Regions from separate parts of the Bombyx mori genome. Here region 1 is linked to region 2. Evidence: chromatin contacts called from public Hi-C data. All regions are on one chromosome and are shown on one strand. Each heading gives the region's core, a stretch centred on a gene start, on an enhancer-like site or on the middle of the called end of the contact. The rest is flanking DNA. Distances are from core to core; before and after follow the strand shown.

The links. Hi-C and Micro-C count contacts between places; a contact is called where the count stands out from the background.
Region 1: a Hi-C map of whole pupa shows a contact between it and region 2, with 7 times the contacts expected there. The contact joins two enhancer-like sites. A contact is called at or near these places in 2 of 7 Hi-C or Micro-C datasets (middle silk gland and whole pupa).

Annotation. Positions count from the first base shown.
Region 1 is chr8:13,611,995-13,617,512 of ASM3026992v2, reverse strand. It overlaps LOC101747022 (membrane-bound alkaline phosphatase-like), which reads right to left. Exons shown (of 8, transcript XM_021346269.3): 4 at 5,347-5,516; 5 at 3,459-3,626; 6 at 1,889-2,054. Among protein-coding and RNA genes, the nearest start is that of LOC134199298, 24 kb to the left of the region's middle. Within about 2 kb of position 4,177, at least 2 of the 8 cell types and tissues checked have open chromatin away from gene starts, as enhancers often do.
Region 2 is chr8:13,564,096-13,569,847 of ASM3026992v2, reverse strand. No RefSeq gene overlaps it. Among protein-coding and RNA genes, the nearest start is that of LOC101747022, 8.4 kb to the left of the region's middle. Within about 2 kb of position 3,842, at least 8 of the 8 cell types and tissues checked have open chromatin away from gene starts, as enhancers often do.

The sequences.
Region 1 (5,518 bases), core at 2,928-5,427, 47 kb before region 2:
TTTTCTGCCTAAGCTGATAGCCTTGAGAGGTTATTTCAGTGTAACCTTAAATAGTGGATGAGCTCGCGGGCTCAAACCGGAGTGATGCAAACACTGACCCTAGCAAGAGCAGTGCTTCGCAGAATCTACACCGGGATCGTAAACGCGACCCACTGGGAACATCTGGCGAGAAACGCAGTGGGCTGTGTATGTGGGTTAATTTACTCGCCGAACCCTTCATCGCCAGCGACGTGTTCAATGAGAATGATGACCGGTGCTTGGGGTACCTAAAAGCCGTGTAAAACACGTCGAAATGACGTGTAATTTGGGTAATATCAGGGGCGTTTTATTTATTTATTCTATCATGCCCATAATAAATAGATATTTATATTGTATACCCACACGGTGACAATTCGAATCTTGGTCACACAGATAGGTCGGAGGCATTAAGCATCCTGAGCGTCTATGAGTCATTGTTGAGTATTTTACTCATCGATGTACTTGAGAAACGAAGAATTGTAAATCGGTATTTAATCTTAAATGGTGTTGTTATCAGTGCATAGTTATCGTTGGGAAAAATATGTTTGAACGAGATTATAGCCCGTGTCACAAGTCGACAATATCAAAACTGCACAAATTGTTCTTTGAATTCATTCGCATTGATCCCGTGAATAATTATAATTCGTAATCGTAAAAAATTAAGATATTTGACTCCAATCAAGACGTAAAGATTACCAAAAACGCGACATGTTTATCGTCAAAAACAAACTGGTCATTCAATTAAGACTTTAAAATATCAGAGAATCTGGTATCGTCGTTGAAAGAAACCGGCTAATGAATAAGGTAAAGCTGGCCTACACATTTTAAACAGTTTCTCGACTGGTTTATCGACTATACCTCGCAAATTATAAACCTACGGAGATAAACAAACACAGAAGCTGGACGAGAGTTGAGGTCAGAGGATTATGATAATAGTCTTCCGGCTAATCATCACTTGATTCGGACACGCTGCTCCGGTCACCTTGGATTAAACACAATTTTTTTTTCTATTACTTAGATGGGTGGACGAGCTCACAGCCCACCTGGTGTTAAGTGTTTACTGGAGCCCATAGACATCTACAACGTAAATGCGCCACCCACCTTGAGATATAAGTTCTAAGGTCTCAGTCTAGTACTACGCATTACTGCTTCATGGCAGAAATAAGCAGAGTGGTGGTACCTACCCGTGCGGACTCACAAGAGGTCCTACCACCAGTGATTACGCAAATTATAATTTTGCGGGTTTGATTTTTATTACACGATTCTCTATCGTCCATCCGTAGCTTTAGTCACAGCTCTTATTCCATTAACTTAAGTACCGATAAAGCGAATCTGGACTTGTTTATTTCAGTCGCAAAAAAGAAAATTTTCGCTCACAAGTTAGACAGACAGCTTAGACTTCGAACGTAAGTCAAAGACGGGATTAATCATTAATGGTTGTGGTGGACATGTTGAGTTCCTCGATGGAGTAACAGCATCGAGTAATAATGAACCTTATCAATAAAGGGTAATGTTAATGATAGAGCAAATTATAAGGGCACAGACAAGCACCTACTGCCCGGGAAGCGTCATGGGTTCAGTTAAAAGGACATGTCATAGCGCTCGGGAACACCCTAGAGGGGAGCTCATTCCAAAGAAAATATTTCTGTAAGCGCACTGTGGATGAACGCAGTGGCTCCAGGTAGTAAGGATGAACTCTACTCCGGTGGCGGGTGGTGCGATGGTAAAAAGGAGATGATGGGATCATCTCAGACAATTCCTCAGAGCACTCCCCATGGAACATACGATACAAAATACAGAGAGAGCTGAAGTCCCTTCGCACACCAAGAGGTTCCAAACGATCCGTAAGTATGGGATTATCGACAATCACCTTCAACGAACAGGAAATATCCCTTCGGGTTCCTGCTGAGCATTTTGATGGCCACTTCCACCATCTCTTCCAAAGTCGGCTCGTCTTCTGCCTTCAAATGGTACGCCATGTGGTCAGTGTTGAACAATCCCAGGAGGTATTCGGGTAAATCATCAGAATTGTATACCTGAAATATTCAAGTTTCATTTAACATCGTTATTAACAGTGTCAGTATATATTATGTCAATAATCAATATAACATTGACGTTGTATTCAAAGTTTATTCATTTAGAACGAAACTCCTGGTAAACCTTTGTTAGACTACACTGAAATTTATTCTGCTTATGGTGAAATGATTTCTAATTATGGTAACTTCAGTACTGGCTTTCTTTCTCTGTAGGTATAGTTCTAAATAAATCTAACGAAATCGTATTAGTTGCTAGTTGCGCCATCTATTGACGAATATTTAAAGCACACCAATAATTTTATCTTTGCTAAAACTCAATCGTACTCGGGTGATTTTAACTTAGTTCTTACTACCACTACTAGATGTCTCTGTTATAAATAACTTAATTTTTTGATATAACTAAATTTCAGTATCAATCAAAGCTAACGGTCTTCGATTTTGGGAGCATTTCCAAGTACTACTACTCCAAGTCTGATATGAGGGTACATGACCACTGTCTGTCTAGCCCAAGTGCGACAGAAAACCAAATACATCATTATGTATCAACAAATAAATAATAAATACTTAGGAACATCAAAATGAAAAAGACGATCGATTTAATTAGCTAACGTAGTAGATAATAATATGTAGGTAACATAAGATTTTTTTTTAATTCCATAAGCCTGTGTGCTAGGTCACGGCTCACCAGGCATTAAATGGTTGACGATGTCCAAAGACTCTCTTCGATACTGATCCGTGAATGCCGACACTCACCTTGAGACATGAGGCCTCAGACTGAAATACAACTGTTCCCCCACCTTCCAAGCTTAAACGCGTCATTGCTCCGCGGCTGGAAGGCGGGATGAAGTTCCTTCCCGTGTGCGTTAACATAGATGCCCTCCCAATCAAATTTAGCCCACTCAGTTTACGTCATATCTTCTCAGTGGGTTGCGATTTCTATTCGGTGGTAGATTCTACGAAGCACTGCTCTTGCTAGGGCTAGTGTTAGCGAATTCTCTCAGGTTGAGCCCGTGAGCTTACTTACCAGTCCGGGCGTAGCTGAAATAGCCTCTTAGACTACCAGCGAATAGATAGATAAAAAAAAATCGGTTGTCTGTAAAGTCGGTTTACTGACGATAGTTGAACGTGACAACGTCATAAGAAAGTACTGATGGAATGGTTTCATTTTTCAATTAACGCAATTATCATTGCTATAAACAATTGACACCACATTCACTTTTCACCGAACTTCATACTTGACGAAAACATGTAAATGTATTATTGTATAGCAGCTGTCCACGCGGATGCATCGCTCACTCAAGTCGCCTCAGAGCGAGGTAACGCCGCATGAGTCATGTTTTTTCGTGCGTGCAGCCGGCTCCATCGAATTATAAGACGTTGTCACGTCAAAAAATATCTACAGACCTTCAAGAGCTCCAGTCTGTCTGTCACGTACTGATGGCTCACATTCTTCTGGAGCTTATCCACGTGCCACAGCTCGGTTAGATCCACTCCATCAACCCGTTTCCCGGTGTTGTTACCAAAGCCAGTGACGTTCGGGAGGAATTCTCGTCTGCCGCCGCCCAAGATGACCTGGAAACAAATGTACAGGCTATTCACTATGGCTATGCGTTTCGGCTTGAAGGGTGCGGCAGCCGTTGTAACTATACTGAGACCTTAGAACTTTTAACTCAAAGTGGGTGGCGCATTTACGTTGTAGATGTCTTTGGGCTCCAGGAACCACTTAACACCAGTTGGGCTGTGAGCTCGTCCACATCTAAGCAATAAAAGTTTTAAAAAAGAAAACAATTATTAAACGCATAAGCTTATTGATTTTAAAGATTTTTTTAGCAGGTATTAAGTAAGTATTTGTTATATAGTTATTGATGTCTGACGATTTTTTTTAATGTTTTTTGCCCTTGTACGCGTACGAGCACACGGTCCACCTGATGGTGAGTGGTTACCGTTCCATGGACGTAAGCAATGCCAGGGACAGAGCGAAGCCACTGCCTGTGCAGCCGAGCCGCTGCCTGCCTTGCATTTTGTAAATAATGAAACTGAGTTTTATTTTATTTTATTTATTAACAACATCTTCACAAAGCAGAAGATAAGCTACGGAATTCTTTTGTCACTTTAAAACAAATTAATTACTGCAGCACGACTTATTTTCACGACTACATTTGATAAGGCCATCACGACATCACTAATAAAATACATTGTGGTTTTTTTTTATTCTGAGATACGATTTAAAAATAAATAGTCGTCCTGGCCTAAAGACGTCCGGTACATTTGTATCTAACGATACAACAGTGTTCGAATCCCGCAGGCGGGTACCGATTTTTCTAATGAAATACGTACTAATAAATGTTCACGATTGACTTCCACGGTGAAGGAATAACATCGTGTAATAAAAATCAAACCCGCAAAATTATAATTTGCGTCATTACTAGTGGTAGGACGTCTTATGAGTCCGCACGGGTAGGTACCACCACCCTGCCTATTTTTGGGGTGAAGCAGTAATGCGTTTCGGTTTGAACGGCGGGGCAGCCGTTGAACTGTTTATTTATTTAAAATCTTATTAACTACACAATTTAAAAAAAAAAGGATATTAAAAATACATTTTTTTAAAAACACTATATAAAAATAGACTGCCGCTGATGGCGGTGTCTACGACACAAGCCACCAGTGGTTAGGACTCCAGAGAGAGAAACCTCACAATATCGAGGATAACTACCTTCTGTATCAGGCCCCTAACCCAGCTGGATAACGAAAGTTTCTTAAGATGTTGATCGAAACTTTTCGCTATCAAACCGTGTACCGACACAACTATTGGAGAAATGATGATTGAATCAACATGCCACATGGCGGTAGTCTCGTGGGACAGGTCTAAATAAATTATAAATTGTCCTTTTCTGCCTTCGCGAGGTTCTCGTCACGATGAATGGTGACATCAACCAACACTGCTCGATGCGCAGACCGATCTATTATCACGATATCAGGCTTATTGCCAACAATATACCTATCCGTGATAATAGATCGGTCCCAGTAGAGTGTAACATGACCATTATCAAGAACCGGTTGAGGTTGGTATTGGTAATAAGGTACACTAGAATCAAGAAAACCCTATTTCAGGGCAGTTTGTTGATGGATAATCCTAGCCATTTCGTTAGGTCTATGCAAGTAACCGCCATTAGCAAATCGAGAACAGCCAGAAACAATATGTCTAATAGTCTCCTAGACGGTAGCATGGCCGACAAATGTTGACCGTCGCATCCTTTATATTTATTATCATTATTATTATTATGATCGTTACCTTGAACTGTCTCCCTGGGTTGTCCATGACGAGCTGGTACGCGATATCCCGGCAGCCAAGGGTCAGGCACTCCGCTGGTACATCAACGTCCGACTCCCAATTTCTCTCGGAAACGTGAGCATACATGCCGGCGGGTGAGGCGTGCGTCACTCTAGTTGTTGTAACCAAACCT
Region 2 (5,752 bases), core at 2,593-5,092:
GCATAATGGACGCCACCTTTTTGCGCATTATCGCGAAATAGTCATCAGTGTGTGCATCCCATCCGTAGTAATATACAGCAAAAAATAACAAATCAAATAGCACTGTAATTATTACGGTAAATGCTTAGTGCGAGGTTTTTGACGTTCTCGACAGCGTAAAAGTTAACCCAATTTTGTATGCAGTTGGAACAGCGGCCCTAGCGGCAAACTTACGCAAACGATCCCGTTTCATACAAATATGAGTTAACTTTTACGCTATCCCATTCCCGATCCTGCGGAAAGAATGGAATGCAGTCGACGTCGCCCAAAACACGTCATCTCCGATCCTCCCGATCCACTAACGGTGCTTTTAGGTACTTCAAGCACCGGTCACCGTTCTCGTCGAACCCGTCGCTTGCGACGAAGGGTTCGACGAGTAAATTAACCCTCAGACACAGCCCACTGAGTTTCTCGCCGGATCTTCTCAGTGGGTCGCGTTTCCCATCCGGTGGTAGATTCTGCGAAGCACGGCTCTTGCTAGGGTTCGTGTTAGCAACGTCGTCAGGTTTGAGCCCCGTGAGCTCACCTACTAGTTAAGGTTACGCTGGAATAGCCTCTCAAGGCGACCAGCTTAGGTAGGAAAAAAAATCGCTGTCGAGAACGTTAAAAAACTCGCACTAAGCACACAGAACTGTAAGTTTGGCGGCGCCATTCACCACATTTGAACGTCCATTTGACCTGGAGCACGTAACGCATTGCTTAATTATACATGGCTTTGACCTGGACAGGCCACAATTGAAATGTAAGTGCATTTGCCCTTGACTTTCGTTATATAACTGCACAAATAAACACGCTGAATGTATTGTTGAGAATAATTGACGCAATCAATTTCGGCTACTTATTAACCCTTTTAGTGCTGTGTTTATTTTCAGATATTTTCCAAAAATAGGCTACAGGATTTTTGAAAAAAAAGTATCTTTTAAAGAAATTTTGATTAAATTTTTTTACAGAAATCAATGCTAAATTCACAGCAAAATAATTTTAAATGGTTAAAACGTTATAGATGCGCAAACTAAGACACGTCCGTACATGTCGATACGTAAACTACCCAAATATTTATCAAACTACCCAAATATTTAGTTAGTATTCAGACGCTCCGCATTTTGTACGCATTGCCCCCATTGTTGATCGAAGCCCCCAAAGCGTGAACACCTCGCAGGAAGATCAGCCCCTGCCTGAAAAAACAAGGTCGACGGTCCAAGTCTGGTTTGTCGGATCCGAAGCCCATAAAAAAAGGATAAAATATAACGAATCTAAACATAAGAGAAATAAATAATAAGAGATAATATATTTTATTGCCCTTGTAGGCAGACGAGCATTCATGAGCATAGACAGGCGAAAGCATTATGGTAAGTGGTACCGTCGCCCATGGACTTCAGCAACCAGGGGTAGAGGCAAGCCGTTGCCTACAGTTAATCTAAATTATAGCTAAAGAAATGCTCAAACTTAAATGTTTCAGTTACTTTTTCACGACCGCTAACCCTATACTACACTCAATAGTGCATTTCATGTTGTGATCTGGTGGTGTGTCTATGGAATTTTGTTACCAACTATCCAAGGTTTCTGCACTTGTCCATTGATCTAGTGCAAGAATGAGGAACACGAGGCCCGTCAAGTATTTCTAAAATTGAATTTATTTTATCGACTTTCTCCCATCAATTCGGTTTTTCTGTTCTTTTATTCTTTTTTTTTGTATTTTTTTTATTCTAATGTTTATTATGAATAAAGTTTTATATAATATGTGGGGCCAGTCAAAAAAATTTAAAATTTTATTTAAAATAGTTGCTCATCCCTGATCTAGTGCAATAAATAGAATGATGATGGTGGACCGGATCACGAGTTTCTTCAACTTAACAATGCCATTCATGACATTACTATTCAATAATACTTCCACTGTCGTAAATCATATAAAAAAAGAATGTGGTGTCGTGGGACACCAGGTAGGAACGAAGTTCCTTCGGCTAATGTAGAATCGACACAATTTGCAAAAAAAAATCGTGCTCAATTTTATGTAGGTTATCTTGATTTTTCTCTTAAATTTTGCTGATTAGTTTTTATTTAAGTATAGGAAAGTATTTAGGAAATTCAGTATTTTAGGAAATAATAAATTACGTAAAATAGAAAGAGAATGGATGAGAGAACGAAAAGAAAGAGGGAGACAGAGAAAGGTATTATACACTACTCGCTTGTGTATGCGACTGTCGCGCCTGCGCACGTCGCATTTAACGGTTTTATTCCACGCACTTTTTTCCACGGATTTTTTCTTACGGTTTTACTATCACATTTTTTTCAGTTCGGTCGCCCAAACTTTCCCATTTCATTTCCCATTAAACAAAAAAAATGTCTTCATACTTAATATAATTTTTTTAATCTCTGCGATAACCTCATGACTGCGGCATTACAAGGAACGGGATTTAATGTAAGAACGATAAAATATGTACGTAATTACATTTATTAAAATATATTTATATATACGTTATCTATTCAGCGCGTTGTAATCGTTTTAGGTTTGAGTTAAATTAATTTGGATTCAATCTTTAATATGACACTTTCTGTTTACGTGATTTTCGTGTAAAATAAATACTTTTTTTTTCATTGCTTAGACCACCACCCCGCCTATTTCCGCCGTGAAGCAGTAATGCGTTTCGGTTCGAATTGTGGGGTAGCCGTTGTAACTATACTGAGACCTTAGAACTTATATCTCAAGGTGGGTGGCGCATTTACGTTGTAGATGTCTATGGGCTCCAGTAACCACTTAACACCAGGTGGGCTGTGAGCTCGTCCATCCAACAAAGCAATAAAAAAAAATTTATGCCACACACCTTGAGATATAAGTTCTAAGTTCTCAAGTATAGATACAACGGCTGCCCCACCCTTCAAACAGAAACGCATTACCGCTTCACGGCAGAAATAGGCAGGGCGGTAGTACCTACCCGTGCGGACTCAGCGTTGTCAGGATATTGTAGTAAGTTAGGTTTAGTCGTCGCGGCCTAAAGGATAAGACGTCCGGTGCATTAGTATCTAGCGATGCACCGGTGTTCGAATCCCGCAGGCGGGTACCAATTTTTCTAATGAAATACGTACTTAACACATTTTCACGATTGATTTCCACGATGAAGTAATAACATCGTGCAATAAAAATCAAACCCGCAAAATTATAATTTGCGTAATTACTGGTGCTATAGGACCTCTAGAGATCCCATTCCACGACGCCCTTCATGCGGCCAATGATCGGAGGCGCTGGCGGGACATCACAAGGAGTAAAATCGTGTCAAATTATAATGGTCACGACCCTCAGCAGTGAGGAAACGACGCGAGGAGGAGAAGATAGGACCTCTTGTGAGTCCGCACGAGTAGGTACTACCGCCCTGCCTATTTCTGCCGTGAAGCAATAATGCGTTTCGGTTTGAAGGATAAGGCAGTCGTTGTACTGTAAAAAAACAGAGAACTTAGAACTTATATCTCAGGGTGGGTGGCGGCCTTTACGTTGTAGATGTCTATGGGCTCCGCTAACCACTTAACACCAGGTGGGCCGCGAGCTTGTCCACCCATCTAACTAATAAATATATACATATATAGAATAGCAGACGACAGCCACGATTCCATAAGCTAACGGTACACTTGTGTAATCTCACGAACGTAAGCAAGTGTCTTTATTAATTTATGTCTCTGTAGCTTGATAAAATTACACTAAAAATTATCCATCACCATGCTATTTACAACTCTACTGCCACACCTCAGGCGCATGCCGCGTGGTGGCGTCGTGTGGTGTGTCAAGACGGAGCGATCTGATTGGTTGTACTGTGGCAGCACGTGCTCAAATATGACGTCATTAGGCAGAGCCGTACTCTGTGCAAGTTAGTAGGGGCTTTAAATGATTAATCGAAGGAGGAAAAAGGTTTTTTTTTGTTTGGTAATTCTGAAATCAATTCTTGGCTTTGCTTTCCAAAGGACTCCGAAACTATCGCTCGAAATGTCGACCCCAAGTATCCCGATACTCTAGGAAGGTTGCAGGGATACTCCTTGGAATTGCGGCGCCATGACAAAGGGTCCTTCTTTGCAGTGATTGCGCAAACTTGTGTCCCTTAACAGGACACAATCTCAACCAAGTTCAATTCACCCCATTCGGAGACTCGCCCCAGAGAGTTCTCCACTTCAGACACAAGTTTTGATCGTCTCTCTTGCACCACGCTCCGAGAGAGACTCTGATGGCCGATATATCGCGCATCCCCCGTGCTGTCATCTGCATAGCGATGCATGCCATCATAGAAAGCATGTCATTGATATACAGGATGAAAAGCGTGGGGGAGAGCACTGAACCTTGTGAAAAGCCAGCGTTAATGGTCATGGTATCTGAACAGTCACGTCTACAACGACCGTGATACTCCGCCCATCCAAAAAGCTAGTGATCCACTTGCAGAGACCCTCGGGGATTCCGTAAGATGGTAGCTTTGACAGAAGTGCCCTATGCCAGACCCTGTTGAAGGTCTTCGCGATATCAAGGCTCACAGCAAGAGCCTCGCCCTTGCTCTCCAAAGCTTCAGCCCACCTGTGAGTAAGGTATACAAGAAGATCGCCAGCTGAGCGACCGTGACGGAAACCGCACTGTCAGTCACTGATCAGCTGGCGATCTTCAAGATACTTCAGGAGTTGTATATTTATTATCCGCTCCATCACCTTGGAAAGCAAAGAAGTTATCGCGATAGGCCTATAGCTCGATGAGTCCGACCGTTCACCCTTCTTGGGGATAGGGTGGAGGAGGGAGGTCTTAAATGAAGATGGAATCCTGTTAGTGCAATAAGAGAGGCGATACAAACGCGTTAGCGCAGGCGTCATCTCAGGGGCGCACGTTTTCAGAACCACTGCAGGGATGCTAATAGCCTTAGTTTAATTGAGCTCGTCCGCCCATCTACAAGAAATTTAAAAAAACCAACGCCTCGCGAAAAACGAAGAAATTACTTTAATTAATTTGGGATCAAAAAACACTTCGATACGTCCTCCTGTTTACAACAATTTACGTTGACGAGTCGTTTCAACGAATGACATTTTGTTATCATGTTTTTTTTCTTCTTATTACAGCTGATAGTGTAGTCTCTCGGCTCATCCGGCCGTTGAATTAATTTAGATAATTTCGGTACCACGCCCGTATTTCTGGGGAACGAATATATTGCGTAATTGTCTAGAAATCGCGATGTTATCTTTGTTCATGTCAGTCACCTATTGTCGTTCTAATTTAGATCGTAATATAGAGTTATTCCTATCGAATAAAAGTTATGTCATTAAAATCTTCATACTATGGTCTTGTGAACAACCGAGTCACTTAGTTTTGTTATTTTAAAAGGGGAATTCATATTGAAAAATGGCATTACATAGACACGTATTGGAATGCTGTATGTAAATATATTATGTCTATTCTCACTCCTTTACTGTGCACGCGGTCAGACTGTGGAATTCGTTGCCGGCTGACATCCGAGTTTGCAAGTCTGTTTCCGTTTTTAAATACAAGGTCAAACAATTTTATCTATCATCAACCGAATGATCATGGTTCTATACTCTTCGCATATACGAGTGTTACTGTGTTACTTATAATATTTGCTATGTGTATGTGCTATAATTCTCATGTTGTATTTGTTATTTTAGTTATGTGTTATTTGTTCTACACACACTTATCACTTTTTATTATTATTCTCATTATCCTCTCGCAGGTCTGCTG